2 separate regions of the Mus musculus genome follow, and region 2 is linked to region 1. The links are chromatin contacts, called in public HiChIP or PLAC-seq maps. All regions are on one chromosome and are shown on one strand. The core of a region is the stretch at or near the end of the contact, and the rest is flanking DNA. Distances in the headings are between cores, read along the strand shown. Region 1 overlaps Mafk (v-maf musculoaponeurotic fibrosarcoma oncogene family, protein K (avian)). Region 2 holds the start of Grifin (galectin-related inter-fiber protein).

Region 1 (6,193 bases), core at 958-3,457:
GGGCAGGATGAGTTGCCCCTGTGCCATGCCAGGGCAGAGCCCGTCACAGCCCATGCTGGCCCTGCCCGCCTTACCTTCAATGCCTTGTTGGGCTTGGGATTAGTCGTCATAACCCGGGCCCTGTCACCAGGACGGAACCACCAGAAAATCGTAGCTGGAAAGACAGAAACGGTATGTTAGGACTTAGCAAGCTAGGATCATTACCTCTAAGTAACAGCACCTGGAAATGGGGCAGGCCTGCCCTTAAGCCTTAAGTTCTCAACCTCTTAATGCTATGACCCTTTAATATTCCGGTGTGACCCTCATGTTCTTGTGACCCCCATCCATGAATTTATTTTTATTGCTACTTTATATTTGTAATTTTGCTACTGTTATGAATCGTAACGTAAATATCTGTGAGTTTTGATGGTCTTAAGTGACACCCCCACCCCATAAAAAGGTTGTTGGACACCCTCAGGGGATCGCGACAAACAGGTTGAAAACCACTGCTTCAGCACATTGGAGCAGGCACCCTGGCCAGTTTGCCTCTGCCTAGCAGGGAGGAATGAGATCCAACCATGCCTCTTGCTCCAGCAACAGTCCCCAGAACACACAAGACCCCTACGTCCCTGGGGGCTGCCACCTGGTTCTCCCATCCAGCTCACACTAAGGGATGCCATCAGCCCTGCGGAGTAACTGCAGTCACGAACAATTGTTGCTTTCTGCTCTAGGTGCCCTCCTGAACGCAGACAAGAAATTTACAGCCGGGGGGGGGGGGGGGAGGACGAGGACCAGGTGCTGCATGCATCCTCAAGACCAAAGGGACTTGCCAGCTGCATAACCAGCTCTATAAGCGGCAGTGCTCCACTCTGAGGGAGAGGGCCTTGGGGCAGTGTTTATCCCTTAGCAAGAGCTCCTGGTGTTCCCGTCTCAGCCTGGCTCACCAGGGAGAGAAGGCTATTTCCTGAGACCTCATTCACACCCCCACCCCTCCACAGCACCGCCCTCCTGCAACCCAAGGGACACCTACCTCCGTGAAGGACACTGCAGCTGTGACATCACCACTCCTCCCTGGCCACCCCAGCCCCTCAGAGTGACCCCAAGGCCCCTATGGGTGGGGTGGGGGCTACTGGTGGGTAGCAGGTTCAGAGGATCCAGCCAGAGACACGGGCAGAGAACTCCAGCCACCTGGCAGACTTACTGGGCTGTCTGGCAGGCCCTGTCCCCATGGCCAGCCCGCCAGCCCCCTTGCCCGCCCTTCTCATTCTCCAGTCTGCATTGTGTCACACACCCTCATCATTCATGAAAAAGCCAGCCAAAGCATCCCAAGCATGATTCCCCTCTGATAGTTGCCATGACGACCTTGGGATGTAGCCAACCCCCCACTGTCGCCATGGCAACAGAGAAGCCCAAAAGCATTTGGGACTTGTGGGTCAAGCCTGTGCGGAAAGACAACACGAGGTTCTCAGGCAGTAAACAAACCCATTCATTCCCTGACAAGTGGGGAAGGGGTAAGAGGGACAGGGACGCCTTTAAAGTGGGATACACCCCCAGCTCTTGTCTTTCAAACCCTGACAAAGATGGGCACAGAACAAGGAACATCAGGGAAATCACACAAAGGAGAGTGTGGAGGACAGGCATGAACAAGACAGTGGAGGACCTCCCTGTCCCTTCCCCCACAGATGTGAGGGGCCTTTAGGCTCTGTCTCTCTACACTGTGACCCCACCTCTGATGGGGTCCTGTCTCATTGCCCGCCACCCTTACTGCCCAGGAAGCCATCAGCGAGAGACAAGGTACTGACTCTGGTAGTAGATATAGTACCCTGGTGACTTCGCTGGTCATGCTGAGGGGCAATGGCAGTAGGCCGACCAGGACAGGGGCAGGGCCAGGAACTCAGGTAAAGCAGCATGCATCCTGTCACAGTATCCATCTGGGACCTGAGATGGACCAGAGCTTGTGAGGGTGATCCAATGTCGATGAGAGATCACATGGGGATACGGGCAGAGCATGTATCGTCCACAGATCACCTCCAGCTCCAGCCAGGTAACAGTGGCACTAGAGAGGTGCTGGGCTGCCCCATTAGGAACTCTCAGGAGCCAGGCGCCTAGGAGCCCCGGGAGCCCTGAGAAAGTTTTCCGTGTAAGGAGGGAGGAGGGATTGGGCATCTCTTCCAACTTGCAACTCCAGCGTCAGTGACATAGCTATGTGGTGAGTCACAGGCTGTTTACAGAGCCGGCTCACATTCCCACACAAGGACACCCCTCCCACCCGCATGCTCACGGGCCCCAGGGGCCACTGCCAGCGGAAAAGGAAGGTGCCTGGAAGAAGGGGGAATCAACTCAGACCCACGGGTGCCGAGACGTGCAGGCCAGCGCTCAGCTTGGAGCAGGAATCTTTCCATTGCCATAGTGATGGTACTGTGACAGCTGGGTGGCCAGGACATGCACGGGGTAGGGGCTTGCCCCCAGGTGACCCCACGAGAGTCAACTGACCACTGGATGGAGACCACCTGGCCAGCAGGAAGGGCCCCTCCCTGGCACTTTCCATGTATACCCTCTTTGTGGGCTTCTGATGGGGTCTGAGTTCAAGGATCCTTCTTCAGACTTAAGCTGGCTTAAAAATAAGTAAACCCCAGAGGCCATGGACAAATGCCAACCCCTTCAATGCTGGGGTCATTTCCTCAGAAAAAGAGGATGCGAGAAAAGACCCCAGAGATGACAAGTGGAGTCCTGAAGCCCCCACTCAGGAGTCCTGGGTGCACACTTAGACTGAGCTAATGTTTTTACCCCAGCCTACCCCGCCCCAGCTAGGCTTCAGCTTCTGGAACCCTGTTCAGCAGGAACACCTGCACCCCCTGTCAAAATAACTCAGACTCCATCCTTCATGACCAACATTGTAGAAGTCTGTCCAGGGGAAAGGTGAGGTGCACGTTTGCCCTGAGTCAGACAGAGGCATGCATGCCCTTCTGCCTGGTTGCAATCACGGGGGACGATCTAAGGGACAGAGATTTTCAGCAACTCAGTGTGTGTACGCCAAGCACCTGGGTACAGTCCCAACCTATCCATCGAAGGCCAAGCCAGGCCTGCCATCCTAGACCCTGGGAGAACTACAAGTTCAAGGCCAACCTGGGCTACAGAGTGTGTTCAAAGTCAGCCTGGACAACTTAGGGAGAAGCTACCCCTGCCCAAGCCCAGCTCCTCTGATAAACACGGCCAGCCAGCAGGGACAGGGTGGCCAGTCCTTCCACTTGAAGATGGACTGGGATAGAAGAGGCCCTGTGCATAAAGAGCAGAGAGGCACACTGCCGCAGAGCAAGGGAGTCCAGCCTGGCATCCAGAGACAGCAGGTAGCAGATGCTAGCAGACTGTCTTCCGTATGGGAGAGGGGATGGGGGTGGGGGAGCAGGCAGAGCATCGCCTATCCTACCTACTTTTGCTCCCCGGAAGCAGTTCCTCAGCACTCCACTGCACTGACTGCACTATTGGGGGCACTTATAGCATCAAGACTCTCTCCTGCACGACATCCTGGCAGTCCTAGCACACAGCAAGAAGGACAAACAGACAGGGAGCTACAGAGACTATGTACTTGCTACTAGTGCTATGGTGGACCAGAAAAGGTCTCAGTCTCAAAAGGTCTCCATGTTCCCCAGGTAGTGTATAACATGGATCACCCATCTCACTCTGCTGCAACTGTAACACCAACCTGGGGGTTCTGAGTGATACCCCCTGTTCCTTGGGGTGACAGCAACTCCAGCCCCCAATCCAGCTGACCAAGATGTGTGCTCTTCAGGTTTCTGGTCTCCCAGAATGGGGGAAGGGAGCAGGGTGGGTGTCGAGAGACCTAGTCTGTCCAAGGGAACAGGTTCATGCCCCAGACAGCAAGCGTCACCCTGACAGCAGGCAGCCACAGAACCTAAAGCCACTAAGGATGTGGCCACCTCTGTTCCGGAGCCTCTCACAAATACCCAAAGCCAAGCACCCTTTCCAGGACCCCGAGGACACATGGGGCTGACACATCCCCGACAGACAGTGGCCACATGCTGATGAACCACAACACAGCTGGTCAAATGAGCTCCTGCCACTGCAGACCACTAAGATTTCACTGTGCCGTCCTCCCACAGCGCGTGGCTGGGCATCTCCACCCAGCTCAGGCTGGCTGGCCGCCCTCCCATAAGCCACAACTGTCTGCCTAGCCTAGAGGACGTCTGGTCACCTTGCGCTTGCAATCTCAGGAAGCTGTGTCATCCCAGTTACATGCAGAGGTGACTCAAGCAGTTTCGAGGCTGACAGCAGGGTGCACGGCACACCTCCCTCAACTGTGGCTGCCCTCCCTCTGCCTCTAACCTGACCTCCTCTCCCTGACTGACTGAGTGGCTCTGGCCCATCGCTGGTGGTCCTGGGGCTCCAGCCACTTTCTACTCTCCATGTTTCACTGGGGATGTCCCCAGGAAACAGCTAAGCCCAGACATGTGTGTGTGTGTGTGTGTGTGTGTGTGTGTGTGTGTGTCTCTGTGTGTGTGTGTGTACTTGCCAAAGTGGGTGTGAAGATCAGAGGATAATTTTTGGGAGTCAGTTCTCTCTTTCTACAATGCGGGTCTTGGGGCTTTGAACTCAGGCCACCAGGCTTGATGGCAAGCACCTCTACCCCCTGAGCCACCCCACTGGGTATATCTCACTTGTCTGAAACCAGGACTCTCAGTGGCCCGGAACTAATCACAAAGGTTAGGCTAGCTGACCAGAGAGATTCAGTGATCTTCCTGTCTCTCCCTAGCCAACACTGGGATGACAGAGTATGCCACCACATCTAACATCTTTACGTGGGCTCAAGCAAACACTTTACGAACTGAGTTACCTCTCCAGACCTGCTTGTTTAAGACGGAGCCTCGAACAGCCCAGGCTAGTCTGGAATTGGTCTTCTCTTGCCTCAGCCTCCAAGTGCTGGAACTACAGAACCAGCTCTTGACCTACCCAGCCCCATGCACGGTCCAGTTCTTCTCTGGACCTTGGTGTAACAGATCCCCAACTCTGATCTTGGTGCCTCAGACTTAGTCCCACAGATAACATAGGTCTTGGGGTGCCCTTCTGAGCTTCCCTGTCTGGGCTTCCTTCTTTGGCTGGTGAGTGTTCCTGGCTATGATGGATATGGGGTCTCCACTCTAGCCTCAACTTCCACTTCTTCCTGAAAGCCCTCCTAATTGCTGTCTTTGGAAAGTCAGCCTTTTCCCTGGACCTAGACCTGGTTCTAGAACATTCTTTCAGCAGCTTCCATGCACAATCAACTTCTGTTAAGCAGAGAGCGTGTGTTGCTGATACCAGCTCCTTCAGGGTATCAAGGTCTGTTTTATAGACAGACAGAGGCGGGGACTCAGACAAAAAAGGAAGCTGAGCGGAGGGTGTGTGCTCTCCCCCTACCATACCAGACAGCCCCAAGGAAGAGCTGACAGGTGTGTCATCAGACACAACAGCCCCTATCCTCTAACCCTGACCTCTGACCTCAGGCCAGGCCATCAAGCAAGCAAGGCTGTAGTATCCTCCCCAACACCAAGCAGTGTGGTGTTTGATCACTGGGGCTCAGGTCTACCTCTGTGAAACTCTATAGGTTTTCAGATAACACTTTCAGTTTCCTGAAACTGCAGGAAAGAGGAAACAGAACGCATGTGTGTGACTTATAAAAAGCAAAAGTAAATATGAGTGACCAGGCATCTTCCCGGAGCGGAGCAGGGGACAGGGAGGGTGGGGCGGGAGAATGAGTCACTGTTTATAGCTCCAGAGATCGGCCACACAGAGAATTCTCCCAGCTGGCCTGATTTCCATTTCCCGTGTGGACTAGACCCGAGATCCAGAAAGTCCACCCCAAGAAACCTTTAGACTCAGAACAGCCGGGGCAAAAACAGACACAACTTCTTAGTCTAGACTGCAAGAAAGAGTTAGCAGAGACTGTAAACAAGCCCTGGGGCTGGTAGAGCCAGGGACTAAAAACTGAGGGTCCTTAGGAAGTAATGGCCAGAAAAGACTCACCAGAAGCCTTGAGGTGCTAGAGAAAGGGCTGGGACACAGAAACAGCAGACTCTCGGGAAAACAGAGCCTCCCCAGACCCTCCATCCAACGTCCATTTTTAGCAACTACCTGGAAAGTACACAGCCCTGAACTTGGAACAGGGCCCTGCAAGCCCAGCTCAGTTGGAGAACAAGAGGAGAATGTACTCCAGCAAAGC
Region 2 (6,193 bases), core at 1,925-4,424, 770 kb before region 1:
CAATCCTCCTGCCTCAGTGCTGGGATTATAGTTCTGTGCCACCACACCCAGATTGTTGTTGGTTTGGGTACCTTCCCATAACCTAACTCCTGTTCATTCTACAACAGCCACCCGTAGTGCCTCCTCCTCCTGAAAGCCAACCCAGATGGACCTCCATCCCATGCTTCCAAGGGATGTGTTTAGGGTGGGGACTCGGGCAGGCATACTGCTGGCTTCAAACCTTGGCTCTGTGATGGTCTAGCTGTGTGTCTGTGCTCCTACATCCTTTTCCAGAATATGGATCTCAGAACCAATCCCAAAGGCTGTCAGCTTTAGAGATGCCTGTAAACTGGCCAGTAGGTATCTGACAGGGAGCAAGCCTGGGCTACGCGAAGTGACCACTTCTTAAAAGCAGCCTGGGTGTAGTGGCACAGGTCTATAATCTCAGCACTGAGGAGGCTGGGATAAAACTTGAAAGTCGGAGGCAAGCCTGGGCTAAGTAAGGACATTCTTAGAAACACATGAACAGGGGAAAATGGATGAGGGAAAAGGATGACGTGGGGAGGAAGAAGAGAAGTGGAGGAGCCAGGGAAGAGGAGAGGGGGAGGAGAGTTGGCACTCAGCACTGGCCAGGGTCTGGCCAAGATGTCCGCCTACACCGCGCCCCGCCCCCCATCCTGGTGTAGCTCCTCCCCTAAGCTGGGTGGAGACCAGCTCCTGCTTAAGAACCTTCAAAGTCAACAGCTCCAGGCAAAACCGCACATCCGGGTGGAGGTAGGAGGTGCGGGTGCTGCCTAAATGGCAGGTCTGTTAGTCTCAGCCCTGAACCACCTCACCTGGCAGCAGGCCCACCAGACAGCACGGCATAGAGGACTACTGCCCGCCACACCATCGAATCTCACAAAATCCAACCAGGCCAGGGCAGAGGCAGCCAAGGAAGGAGCTGGGTTCCCTGACATTGGTGTGGGGGCAAAGTGCATCTCGGGTCTCTCCTTGGCCCATTCTGTCCCCGGGGCTGTAGCTGCCTGGGTCATTGGGAGTTGTCACAGCCTCCTGCTCCAACCCTACCAGACACAAGTCCCAGCCACTCAGAGGGATGCAAGCACAGGTCTGTGTGACACCATGGGGCAGAGTCCAGTTGTGGGAGCACGTCCAGCCTCCATCAGAATGGCCTGGGGTTCCAACACTTCCCAGCTGTAGAGACTGAGCTGGGTGGTGGGCAGCCGCCAGCTTTCCTACCACACAGACCTCATAAGCCGGAAGGGGGAGGTTGAGGCTCACAGGGGATGGAGACCGTTGGAAGCAGGCATCTTTGACCTCTCTGTCCCTGGCAGCAAAATCTGGGCCTCATGTCTCAACAGGTATGGGGCTCCCCCGCCCCCATCCCCAGGCTCCCAATTCCAAGCTATGGCCTCCAGGCTGCAAGAGCCGGAGAACAAGGTGCCCACGTCGATGTTCCTCTCATCCTAGGAAAGATGGAGGTGGAGTGGGCTGACCCAGTTCCCCTGCTCAGCCACATCTGTCTTGTTTACCTTCCTTCATCAAGGAGACAGGCACTGGGTGTGTGTGTGTGGGGGGGGGGGAGCACTAAGGGGAGGAGGTGACAGAGGTCAGCATTAGCAACTCCAGCACGTGGCTGTGAAGCACAGAAGGCCACTGGCTCAAGGTAGCCAGGGGGTTAGAACCTGTCCACACTCCTGACTTGTGGGCTTTGACCCCAGCCCTGAGTTCTGGTACCAACCAGCACTGTATTGCACATCCAGAGAATTTGAAGATGGACATCTCGTCCCAGCAGCATCCCTACATAGGGGAAAGGAGAAGGGGAAAGCCATGAAGCCGGCCTGCAGTCTCCTAGTGGGCCCTGCGGCCCAGGGCTTTAGTGTGTGTGGTTTTGAGAGACTGTCACAGGGACCTGGGACTTGCCAGGGTCTCCTGACTGGCTGGCTGGAGACCCCAGCACAGACCACTGTGTTCTGTGCCTTGCACAAGTGCTGGGCATCAAACTCAGATCCCCCTACTTGCGCAGCAAGCACTTACTGATGGTACTTCTTCCCCATGGCCCTCCAGGAAGGTGAGCATGTGGGGTCTGCAGACTCTGCACCCAGCCAGGCAGGTCCAGCAGGCTCACCCCAGGGAATCTCTGTTGCTCTGGGCTGCCCCCTGCAGGCTCAGCCAACCCTGCCATGCTAGTGAGCCATCTCTGTGTCCTGCTTGACCTTGGTACCCATAGCTCCCTGCCAGACTGTGTCCATCCGTGCAGCGGTATCTGGGAAGAGGCAAAGCAGGCCAGAGGCTCAGCCCTGCCAGGGCCTGGAGAGAAGAACGGTGGCAGAGGGGACCCACGGGGACAGGAGAAAAGGAGACACGTGCTTGTTACACACTCATCTGCAGGCTTTACCCCCAAGGCTCTGGGCCCCCACCACAGCTACACTGTGACCCAACTTCCCCCTTCAGAGAGTCCCAGAGGCCCCCATAACCGCCCCCACAGACTTGGGCTTCTCTCCTCCATCCTTGAGGTGGCCTCGAGGGCCCCAGTGGATCCTTCTCATTGGCTCAGCCCAAGAGGCAGCCGGCCAGGAGAGGCGTGGGGGTGTGGGAAAGGCCCTCCCCATCTGTAGACTGGACACTGGAATGTGCTGAGCAGAGCCAGGCCTAATCCCCATTCATCCCCTTGAGGCCACTGAGCCACTGCAGCGGGGCAGCCCTGGGATGGAAGGGGACTGGATCAGGGACACATTCCCAGTATGGTAGACAGTTGATGGATGGTCAGACTGAGGTCATAAGGTCAGCCAGGGTTCTATAGGAGGACACACTTTCTTCACTCTTTGAGACCGATGGGGTCAGTGTGAGGCTCTGGAGTATGGGAGTTGGGGGGGGCCCTGGTTACACCCTCCCTACAAAGATGGGTGATGTATCCCCAGATGTGCACAAGACCCTGAATAGTGCTGGTGGCAGAGCTAGGTAGACCTGGGGAAGTATGTTGAAAGGACCAGTGTATTCACTGATGAACCCAGGGCAAGAGCGCTGCCACTAAGCCATGTACCCAGCCCCCTCTCCAGCAGGGTTAGCCTGAGGGGGGAGGAAAAATGGGGCACAGAGGTCCATGTGACCCAGACAAGGCCCCTAGAGGTGGGGCCCCCATGCCCCGCCCCAGCGGGCTCTGCTATATCTCCAGCTGCCTCATCCCCACACCCAGTGGCTGAGGGCAATGACACTGCAGGTGGGTAAGATCCACAGCCCAGGGAGGTTGCAAATGCTGGAGAAGGAAGTGGAGTGGGGGGGTGGGCGCCTGGTGGGGCCACCTACTCCACTATAGAGCTGGGAATGTTTATAGCTTCTCCTCAGCCCCCAAGCAGAGAGGCTGTGGGGGTAAGGTTGGACCACCACACCCAGAGCAACATGGAAGTAGAGGCTTGGGCTTGGTGGGAGCCGGTGTCCCTGAATAAACAGCACACTTGATGGGGAGGAAGGAGGTTGCAGCCCTCTGGGGCTCTGTCCCCTGTGTTTTGCCTTCAGTTCGAAGCCTTCTGTGCAGGGGGTCTGGCCCCTGGCTGGAGCCTGACTGTCCAGGGACATGCAGATGCTGGAGAAGAGAAGTAAGAGCCTCCCTCGCTGGGGTCGGGACCCTCCAGCCACACTCCTGACCCTAATCACACTCTCCACCCATAGGTTCGAGATCAACTTCTTAACAGACGCCGGAGACATCGCCTTCCACGTCAAACCTCGATTCTCCAGCGCCACGGTGGTGGGCAATGCTTTCCAGGGAGGACGGTGGGGGCAGGAGGAGGTGTCCAGCATATTCCCACTGACTCTGGGAGAGCCCTTTGAGGTGATGGGGTCTGTGGGAGGAAGGAGAGGTGGGGTGGGACACCTAGGACCCGTGAAGACAGGGACTGCGGAGGATAAATGCATGGGCTGGTGCACCCTGCTGGGCCGAGTGGCCTCCTTTCACGGAGTTTGTTCACAGGGTGTCTCTCTCTCTCTGGCTACTAACCACCTTCTCTTGGTGAAAAGAGGGATCCCCAGCTAGGAACTCAGGACCAGGTGGTCCACACCATGCTTTGCCAAGTAGCCAGGGTTGTGTTTTATAAAATGCGGCAGGAGGGAGCACCTTGGTGGGCCAGGCCAATGAGCACCTTGGTGGGCCAGGCCAATGTGTCGTCGTCCCCGTCCCCCCCCCCCCCCCCGAGGAATCAGCACCGTGCAACAGGCCTAGTACAAAATGAAGTTTATTGGAGGGAAAGGAAGGCAACGTGGAAAGGGGATAGTGGCAGAGAAAAGGGGGCAGAGAAGGACAGAAAGACAGAGGAGAGAAGACAGAAAGAGGAAGAAAGGTAGAGGCTGGCTGAGAACACGTGGAGAAGAGAGAGAAGAGAGGGAGAGAGGGAGAGACAGAGACAGAGAGACAAAGAGGAGCCAAGCTGAATGAATAGTCCTGGCTCACACTTGGCTGCTGTTGGGTGGAGCCTGGAGAGATTGCTGACAGCCAAGAAGGCTTCTGTGGTTGGGGCCCAGAGACACCCCCCACACACACACACTTTCCCTTCCCCTCAGATGGAGGTGAGTGCAGACGCAGAACACTTCCACATTTATGCCCAGGAACAAAAGGTGCTCCAGTTCCCACATCGGCACCGACCGCTGGCCACCATCACCAGAGTGCGAGTGCTCAGTGAGCATCGGCTGGCCCAGGTGGAGCTGGCCAAGCGGAGCCTGAGCTGGGGGTAAGGTGCCCGCCATGTCCTCACACACTAACCCAGGTGGAATTGGCCAAGTGGAGCCTGAGCTGAGGGTAAGGTGCCCGCCATGTCCTCACACACCATTCGGGATTCCTATCTGCCTGGTCCCTGGTTGGCTAACGTATGTCACCTTCTTCTGGCCTTGCACAGCTGTTTCCCTCCCTCACCCCCCAGTTGTCCACATCTGGTTAGAGCAAGCAGAGCTAAAACCAGAACCTTGGATTCTTGCAGCGATGGGGGCTACTGAGCAGACTGGACCACAGCCTACAAGAGCCAGCCTTGACCATCCTGCATCCCCTTCTACCTGGAGCCACGGGACACACACTACACACGTTATAGATGCTGGGAAGCTGAGGCTCTGTGTGAACCCCGAGCTTTACCTTCAATAAAATATGAGCAGGTTACAGTCTTGGCTGCTGTGGAGGTGGGGCTGTTCTGTGGGGCTGTGACAGCCACAGATGTGCCTGCCAGGAAAAGGGGCTTCCTGAGACCAATGCCCCAGGCGCTGGGCAGTCCCTCCCCTTGTCCCCAAGACCCTGGCTGGAGTCTGAGGCTCTATTTCAAAGGGTACTCACTCACTCTCTGACACTCACATGACCCTATCATGGGGTGAAACACGGTGGACAGGAGACTGTGGTGGGGCTTTCAGTCCCTTTTGGCACAGGGTTCAGTCTGGTCCTGTCTAAGACATCATTTCAGAAGCACCGAGCGCTTCCTGGAAGCTTCCTCCTCCCCCTGCTTCCCATTGGAGTCCTTCCTGTTTCCTCTGGTCCCACCTGGATGGGAGACGTGCTCCTGTCCCTGTAGTCTTCTATGTGTGCGTGCGTGCGTGCGTGCGTGTGTGTGTGTGTGTGTGTGTGTGTGTGTGTGTGTGTGTGTGTGTGTGTGTACAGACAGGCACAGGGCAGTGGGAGAAAGGGAGGGAGGACCCTGAGGACCACTGACAGGAACTGGGCTCAGCCTTCAGCTTCCCAGCTCTACTTCCACAAATCCTCCCCCCAGGTGACCAGGGAGAAAAGCTCTCCTGCCCTGGAAGAGCCAAGCCTTCCAACCACCGCCCAGGTGCTCCCTGGGTCAGGCCAGGCAGCCACAGAGGCTCACGGATAGTTTCCTTATGAGTGCAGGTGCATGTACCAGGACAGGACCTAGGACTTCCTCAAACTCTCTCTGACTTACTGCTCTAAGAAAGGATTTCTCACTGAACTGGAAGCTTGCTGTTTTGGCTAAGCTCCCTTACCAGTGAGCTCTGGGGGTCCATCCGTCTCTGCCCTGCTGCCCTGGGATTATAGTCATGGACAGCTTTTTATGTTGGTGCTGGGATTTGAACTTCATGCTTGCAGAGCAATCACTCTTAACCACTGAGTCATCCCCCAGATTATCTGTCTTTGTTCTTTTTAAGTGTCTGTCTGTCTGTCATCTACCCATTTTTTTTGTTTGTTTTGTTTTGTTTTGTTTTTCGAGACAGGGTTTCTCTGTGA

What was found. HiChIP or PLAC-seq counts read pairs in DNA pulled down with a chosen protein or histone mark.
Region 2: a contact with region 1 is called in an H3K4me3 HiChIP or PLAC-seq map of bone marrow-derived macrophages, with 7 times the contacts expected there. The contact joins the promoter of Grifin here to the enhancer-like site in region 1. A contact is called at or near these places in 1 of 39 promoter capture datasets (embryonic stem cells), 1 of 484 Hi-C or Micro-C datasets (B cells), 3 of 115 datasets of contacts at active chromatin or transcription factors (bone marrow-derived macrophages, embryonic forebrain and large pre-B cells) and 1 of 9 other capture datasets (embryonic stem cells).

What each region holds. Positions count from the first base shown.
Region 1 is chr5:139,793,100-139,799,292 of GRCm38.p6, reverse strand. Mafk (v-maf musculoaponeurotic fibrosarcoma oncogene family, protein K (avian)) reads right to left here. Exons shown (of 3, transcript NM_010757.2): 2 at 75-154. The coding sequence starts at 110. Among named protein-coding and RNA genes, the nearest start is that of Mafk, 4.7 kb to the right of the region's middle. Within about 2 kb of position 2,207, at least 235 of the 459 cell types and tissues checked have an H3K27ac peak or open chromatin away from gene starts, as enhancers often do. A contact at or near this core is called in bone marrow-derived macrophages and embryonic forebrain, where this site is marked.
Region 2 is chr5:140,562,048-140,568,240 of GRCm38.p6, reverse strand. It overlaps Grifin (galectin-related inter-fiber protein), which reads left to right and starts at 3,174. Exons shown (of 5, transcript NM_030022.1): 1 at 3,174-3,199; 2 at 3,496-3,575; 3 at 3,649-3,808; 4 at 4,534-4,700; 5 at 4,947-5,052. The coding sequence starts at 3,188. The coding sequence ends at 4,962. It also overlaps Gm52800.